Regions from separate parts of the Zea mays genome. Here all the other regions are linked to region 1. Evidence: chromatin contacts called from public Hi-C data. All regions are on one chromosome and are shown on one strand. Each heading gives the region's core, a stretch centred on a gene start, on an enhancer-like site or on the middle of the called end of the contact. The rest is flanking DNA. Distances are from core to core; before and after follow the strand shown. Region 1 holds the start of LOC100285386 (cyclin-A2). Region 2 holds the start of LOC103640902. Region 3 holds the start of LOC100273413 (Nitrilase-like protein 2).

Evidence for each region. Hi-C and Micro-C count contacts between places; a contact is called where the count stands out from the background.
Region 2: a Hi-C map of tassel shows a contact between it and region 1, with 2.3 times the contacts expected there. The contact joins the promoter of LOC103640902 here to the promoter of LOC100285386 in region 1. A contact is called at or near these places in 2 of 25 Hi-C or Micro-C datasets (ear and tassel).
Region 3: a Hi-C map of tassel shows a contact between it and region 1, with 3 times the contacts expected there. The contact joins the promoter of LOC100273413 here to the promoter of LOC100285386 in region 1. A contact is called at or near these places in 2 of 25 Hi-C or Micro-C datasets (ear and tassel).

The regions. Positions count from the first base shown.
Region 1 is chr10:17,509,358-17,511,994 of Zm-B73-REFERENCE-NAM-5.0, forward strand. LOC100285386 (cyclin-A2) reads left to right here and starts at 1,307. Exons shown (of 12, transcript NR_182157.1): 1 at 1,307-1,534.
Region 2 is chr10:17,040,769-17,043,405 of Zm-B73-REFERENCE-NAM-5.0, forward strand. LOC103640902 reads right to left here and starts at 1,312. Exons shown (of 8, transcript XM_020545561.3): 1 at 1,187-1,312; 2 at 963-1,028; 3 at 297-407. The coding sequence starts at 392.
Region 3 is chr10:17,195,889-17,198,525 of Zm-B73-REFERENCE-NAM-5.0, forward strand. It overlaps LOC100273413 (Nitrilase-like protein 2), which reads left to right and starts at 1,340. Exons shown (of 9, transcript NM_001147850.1): 1 at 1,340-1,535; 2 at 2,322-2,458. The coding sequence starts at 1,428.

The DNA of each region.
Region 1 (2,637 bases), core at 57-2,556:
GACACATAACTAGATGGGCTTCCGAGCAAACTTTCTCCAGACCCAGGGCCGGGCCGGCATAATCTGAGACCCTGTACGTAATTTTAAATTGGGGCTTATATCCTAAGAAAAAATAAAATATAGTAATAATACATATGTTATAATGGTTTACATAGCCATGGAAAAGGAAACGTACCTATTCAATGCTTTGTTGTATCATATTTATTTGAACAACTTCATTCTTTTGGTGTTACTTGAAATGAATTCTTCAATAATACGCTCATATTCAATCTTCTCCAATAATTCACTCTCAAGTGATATCTGGGTCAAATCAGTAAGTCTTTGTTGTAACATTGTAGAGCGCAAATATGACTTCAATAGCTTCAATTTAGAAAAGCTTCATTCTGCTGATGCAACTGTCACTGGAATGGTCAATAGAACTCTATATGCAATACTTGCATTAGGAAAAGAATTATGTCGTTTCAGAAACTTTAGAATTTCCAAAGGTGGCCGTTGGGCTGGGCACTTGGGCAGGGGACAGCCGGACAGGCAGGCGGCTGCTCGCTGCCGTAGCTGTGTAGCGGCAGTGCGTTGGCTGTTGGGCAGGGCCGCAGGCCGGGCACAGGGGACAGCCGGACAGGCAGCGGCGCGATCTGCGACGAGTGCGATAAGAAAACAGAAGAGAAGAGAGAAGACGGAACGTCCAGACTCTAGGAGGCAGGGAGCCAGAGATTAAGGGATTAATGATCTGATGGGCTTCTAATAATATAGTAAAAATAATATTTTATGGGCATCTCTAAATTGGGGGCCCTATTCCATCGTACATGCTGCACATGCATGTGCTCGGGCCTGTCCAGACTCACAAGGAAATATAAGATCCGATCAGATATGTATCTTGCTCATCCTAGCATACCCCCGTTGCAACGCACGGACACACACCTAGTATAGAATAGAAACCAAAATTGCCAGGGTTAAGTTGACCCTGTTTCAAATGATGACGCCAGCCCGCCCTAAGGGCATGTACAGTGGAGAGACACCAAAACGGTTCTCCAAGCATAGTAGACAACTAAGAGACTCTATTGTACAATGGAGTGTCTATAAACGTAGTCTATTAATAAATACAGAATTAAATGTATTTGTATAGCATCAGATCGATAGAACAGACGATAAATTCGTACAGTGGGAAGTGAGACGTCTGTTGTTATTTGGTTTACGAGCCAGAGGCGTCTCTTCACGGAGAGACGACTCTAAGATTTTTTTGCAAATAACCCCCTAAAACACCTTAAGAGCCCCCACATTAAACATCACTGTACATGCCCTAAAACGCCTCTAAAACCCCAACCGTCGACGTTCACTCCTCACCCCCTGCGGCCCTGCTCTTTTGAGCCTCACTCCTCAGTCTTCACGCCGCCGGGGCAGTGCTAAGATCCAGGACACGCGCTGTCCCGCTAGCACCACGCCTCCCCTTGTCATCGTCCTCCTCCCACGTGCTGCTGTGGGGGTGCAGACGGGAGACACATCCGGACCTGATTGATTTCTTCGTTTTGTTCTGCTGGTACGGAAACGGAATTACTGCGGCCACCTTTTTGGATAAATCGTTGGTCCTTTTTTCTGCAATACATTCCCTTGTTCGATGTGAGGGCTTAAATCCGAATCTTGAGTTCTTTCTTATCTCCTTCCCAATCGGCGTACGGCTCATCACACATGCGGTTGATTACGTGTTATGAATTTGGGTACTGCTAGTACTAGTACCATCTCATTTCCCCAAATAATCTTGGGGATTAATGTTAAATCCACCCCCTTTAAAGGTTAGGTTTTGTGACATGAAAGATATGCCCTTTGATTTCTCTTTGAAACAATAAATTTCTCTTTATCAACTTGATCTAGTTAGATGTTGCATGGGCAATTAAACTTATGCTGTGTGGCGAGTTTATTCTATCCCCCCTCTGCATTGTTTTCTCAGACGCTCGGAAACTAAAAGAAATAGAAACCTTTCATGAACAAGTAATCATTATTGTGCCAAGAACACCTGTAATTTCTGGGTATGAGAGGCTTTTTCGCCATAAAAGGAAACATGACCTCGTTTTCACGTTTTGATTCTAGTTCATGTTGGTTCTGCAACCGTGAAATCTTAATTTGTTAGGTTTTTCGTTTTAAGTTGCGATATGACCAATTAATTTGTTGGCATAATGTATTAATGTGGCAGAAGGAATTTGTCAAAGCGCTCATGTGTTTTTTATGCTCTAAGATAATTTATTGTTTTCTGACTTGTTATCTCGTGCCTTCAAATAGTTTTAGGGGGTGTCTGGTTTCTTTAGTTACCCTCCTAAATTATAGAGACTAAACTTTAGTCCCTTGAATTTCTATTTGGAAGGCCTTAGTCATTACCGTTTAGCAGTTTATAGACTAAAAGTGACTAAACTTTAGTCACTTAAGTTTAGGAGGTGATTACCAAACATCCCCTTAGGGTCTATTTATTTGAGATTATAATATGCCTAGAATAGATTATATAATCCACCTTATTTTGAACTAAGTGTTAGTTTAAAATAAGTTAGATTATATAATTTGGACAGATTATAATCCCAAACAAGCATGCTCTTAGTTCAACCTCTGCATTTGAGAGTAACAATGTCTTGTGAGCTTGCCAAAAAACTGTTT
Region 2 (2,637 bases), core at 62-2,561, 470 kb before region 1:
ATAACTGGACATTCGGCTAATGGATCAAAGTCAGGCACGCCCAATTCAATCACGTCTAGACCACACACATCAAGGATCCTGCGTGCTTTTGCTGTGGTGGCCAAGTCACGGTCATTGGCAGTGATGAAGGGGACGAAGGCAGTCTATAGATTTTCAGATAACAGTGAGCTCAAATGAAACAAGCGTATCTTGACATATCAATCTGGAAACAAGCAAAGGGCAAGAGCTTACTTGTAGTGGCTTGAGTGTTTATGCTATAAGTATTACGATATATACCTCATCTAAGAATATATTACCTCCTTCAGGAAGATCATTTGCAAGATAAAAAATAGATCCCAATAGACGCTCGCTTTCACCATAATATTTTGACATAACAACTTTAAGTGGCACATATAGTAGTGGAATTCCTGAATATAAGAATGAGCAGATAAAATTCCACTAAAAAGTTAATTGACGTCAGCTACAAATTTGCTAAAAGATAAGCTAACGTACATGTGATGGAAACCACAAATAATAATGCATTAGAAAAAATTAAGCTAACCTGCATTTGATGACCAAAGTAGGACCATTCGCCTAGCAACCACGGTTTAAGCATGTATTTTATTGGAAAAGGATAATTTACATATTGTTGTTTAGATGCTTAGCCTGAAAGAGGTGCAGTAGAACCTAGACCGTTATGTTTTTCCACTTGATACCCTAGTCATTTTCCCCCTATAAAAACCATATATATGTGTGAAGATGTGGAGGACGCAAGGTAATATCTAATTTACAACATACCATCTAGGAGCACTACCATACAGAACTCATGGAAGAATTCTACCATTCTTGTAACTTTCGTTGCACATGCCTACTCTAACCAACATTAATACGTATAGAAATCAACATTATGGGAGAGTGATTCTGTAGAATGAGACAAACAACGCATCTACGCAAATATGAGAGGGGCATGCTTAGTTCCTTACAATCAGAGCTGGAGCGAACTCCGATCCACTGCCACAGCACGGCTGGATGAGGTCACGACAGCAGATCTGAAAGGATTATGAACAGGTGAGCGAAGGGTAGCAGCGTCGGGTGCAGACGTAGGCAAAGAACGACAACGAGCAAGCGATGAAGAGGCGAAGGTCCGCGGTTGCGACTGGGTCGCCACTATTACCAATCTTCGTGTAAGCGCACACGGGATTCTTACCGGAGAGTGGTTGCGGACGTCATGAAGGTTCACACCGGAGGGCGGGTGTGTAGGGAGCGGGACGACCTGTAGATTGAGCACCAGCGCTGAGAGGGAGAGGAAGATGCGAGCAGGGCGAGGCTGCGGTTACGGGATTGGGGCGTTGGCGGCTGGCGTGAGGGGCTATGCATGCACAACTAGGGTTTGGCGGTTTTGGTCGTGATAGGCTGCTGTTCTGGGCCGCCGAAGGTCGGTTTGGTTGGGCCTGAGATCCGTCGCTGGGCTTGTGTTACGTTGGATTGGAAACAATTGAGATAATATGGTTGAACCATAATATACTATTGGACCAGGGCTTCCTCTAGATATTGAAAGCACAGGGCTCCAAATATACAAACTATATATATATATATGGCAACGTATCCTGTGTAAAAGGTTCTCCTGTGTAAACATGCTAAAACGCCTTAACAACCTTTGGATCCAGAATCAAAGGCTAATTTTAATCCCACCTAACCGCCACCGCACCAGATTACCAGGAGGGGGTTCTTTAGAAAAAACACAAGATTATTAGGTGGGATTAAGATTAGCCTTTGATTCTGGATCCAAAGGTTGTTAAGACGTTTTAGCATGTTTACACAGGAGAACTTTTTACATAGGATATGTTGCCTATATATATATACACTACTCTATATGATGTTAGAGTGGGCGTCCACAGCATTTTTTTGGTGAAGCACGCCATGCCCCCGCCCGACATCAGTGTTCGCGTCCTCTCTCCCGCAATCCCCGCTCTCTCCCACAATCCTCGTCCTCTCTCCCCAGATCGCCGCTCGGCCATCCCACACCATCAGTCGCGTTTATGGCACACTAGCATCCGCCACCAGGAAATCTCGCGTCTATGGCACACCAGCATCCGCCACCACGTGTCGTGTTTCCTATCCCACACCAGCATCCCCCACCACCTCCTCCTCCTCCTCGCCCCACATGCCCCGAGATCTTGCATCCACTCCGTCTATGGAAGGCCCTCACACCATCAGTGGAAAGGGCGCACCTCGGCGCGCCGAGCCATCCTCGGATTCCGCGCCCCATCCTCGGATTCGATGGCAAAATAGGCATCCACAACCGTGTGCCCCCGTCAGGCGAGGTCACGCGTCCGCCCCGCGCCCCCGCCTCACCGCGGTCTCCACGTCCCTCATCCCACCGCGCATGCCTGAGATCTCCGTCATCCCCTCCCCCCTCTCACGCCCGTCCCTCGCCCTCGCCCTCGCTCGATATCTCTGCCGCTGCCCCCTCGCATGTCTATATTTAACGCAGTTGAGTCACGACCTCGTGCCGTTGTCTAGCCCGGTGACTCCCTATACACCCTCGCCCTCTTTCCCTTCCTACTCGGCCACACCTTCCACCCCCGTCGCAACCATCATGCACGCTATCATTGCCGTCGTCCACTGGAGGGGGAAGGTCCCCGCCATCGACGCTAT
Region 3 (2,637 bases), core at 90-2,589, 310 kb before region 1:
TGGCCCGTGGGCGTTTGGCCCATGTTAGGCCGCCGTTTGGCCATCTATAGGTGTGCAACGAATTAATTTAAAATAATTGTGAGGAGTTATTTATAAAAAGATGACGTGAGACGACCGTTGAAACTAATATTTTAAGTATTCTACAGATATAGAAAATGCTTTCAAACATGTCCTCCCGTGCTTCTTTCATCAGGGCATGTGTTCGAACCTCACCTCTTGCACTATTTTTAACATTTTACGCTGATTTAATCAAATAGGCCGACGGGCTAATGGGTTGGCCCGGCACAGTCAACAGGCCGGCATGACGTGCATGGGCCAGAGTTGTGGCCCGTGGGCGTTTGGCCCATGCCAGGCCGCCGTTTGGCCATCTATAGGTGTGCAACGAATTAATTTGAAATAATTATGAGGAGTTATTTTATAAAAAGATGACGTGAGACGACCGTTGAAACTAATATTTTAAGTATAGTATAGATATAGAAAATGCTTTCAAACATGTCTTAAGAGCAACTCCAATAGTTCTCTAAAAGACTCACTAAATCAACAATTTAAGTAACTAAACTAAAAATTCCTCTCCAACGGTTCTCTAAATGAATTTCATAAATTTAGCTACTCTTCATCTAACATTATTTTCTCTCTACATTTAGCAACCATTTACCAACTCCCTAAACAAAAAAATTGACGGTAATTTTTGTATTTCGCTGCCTTTTTCACTTTGTAGTAACGATATATTAACAGAGCCCATGCGTTGGACAACGACAGTCAGCTAGAGATTAAATAATTGTCAATACAATAGCCGCATGTGCACATGTTAGAAATAAATAAATAAACAATTGCAACCGTAAACCAAAAGGTCAACACAACTCACCAAGTTGAATATGCCATCGATGATGGTCCCACTCAAATGGGTGTCATGTTAAATTTTAACATATTTAGAAAGTAATATATAGAGAACTGTTGGAGGAGATAAGTTTATTTGTTTTCTATATTATTTAAGAACTTGCTAAATCTAAGATTTAGATAGTAAATAAAAGTATACATAACTATTCGAGCTATTCGAGTTGCTTTAAGAGGCCGATGAATGCCCTGTTTTCAAGGGACCACGCGGTGTATCAACCGGCGAGCAGCGGCGCCGTGTGACGAGCTCTCGTCCAACTGGCTGGTGGGCTCTTCAGTGCAACGCATCGCATGTGGTCTTCTCACATCCAACGGTGGCAAGCATAGAATGCCGCTCTGATCCAACGGCTAGCAAGCGTTGACGTGTGAGCTCCGCCGGTACGCGCACCAGATCGAGTGTACCCGTGCACGAGGCGCCGGCCTGGAGTCGCGGTCGCTGCCGCATGGCCCTGGCCTCCCTCGCGGCCTCGCTCCCAGTCGCCGCCACCGCCGCCGCGGTGAGATTCCCATTCCGTTTCCGCATCGGTCGCGCCATGGCCTCCGCCGCCGCAGGGGCCTCGCCGGCGAGGGTGGCCGTGGTACAGATGACCTCCGTGGGGGACGTCGACGCCAACTACGCCACCTGCTCCCGCCTCACCAAGGCAAGCCCTCCTCTAGTCTCCCCGTCCCCTATCCTAGATCCTAGATAGGCCGCCGCCGCTAACAGGGCTAGCGCTGGTGGGACCGCTGCCGCGCCGTCCCGGGCGTAGGTCTGGTCTGCAACTGATGATTAAGTATCTCTGTGGTGATGCAGAGCAGGCCTTGGTCCTGCACCTGGTTGTTCACTTGTTTGTGTTAACATAGCAGTTTTGTATTTTGGATGGTGGGAATTGTGATGTCGGAAACACAATTTGTTCACCACTGATGCAGCCTATAGTGAAAGAGGATAAATGAATGCTACATTTGATACTCTCATGCGGGATATGCAAAATTTCCTTCAAATTATAAACATGAACACGAAGACGAGTACTTGTCGATGAATCTTGCTGGTTAGAACGTTATGCTGCTTTTACTGTGTCAACCATAGTTTGATTGAGCACACATGCATGGCGTCCGAAGATAAGCACAATTGTCAATGTCATACTTCAACAGCGTGGTGCAACCAGCTTTTTTTGGTGGTAGAAGGACAGCTAATCAACCTGCAAAAGATGGAGCCATACACAATGTTGTGTTTCTGATATTGACAGACCTGTTGGCAATACGGCTGACAGTTCTTAGTCCTTAGGACATGAGTAGCCTCATTGTACTGCACATATTTATACCTTACTGTATTTTCAATATGGTTTTCTTAAGTCGTTGTGTTGCTTCTATTGCTCCAGGTTTTGATATATGAATAATGCTGAGTAGACAGACTAACATGGAAGCTTATATAATCTGTTTTTATTTAGGAAGCAGCTGCTTCTGGAGTGAAATTTCTTTGCTTCCCTGAGGTCTTCTCATTCATTGGATCCAAGGATGGCGAGGCTATGAAGCTAGCTGAACCATTAGATGGGCCAATAATGCAGAGATACTGCTCACTTGCAAAGTTAGTGAGAACAAAAATGTCGCTTTTCTTTTAATATTTCACACCTGTGCCATCTCAATGTGCATAGGCTACACATTGTCATTTAGTTTCCCAAAATGCTCCTGTATTCTTGGAATCTATGTTCTTGTTGTCTAACTTGAATTTTGTCACCTCACATAAGTATCTTCTTTTTTCATCTG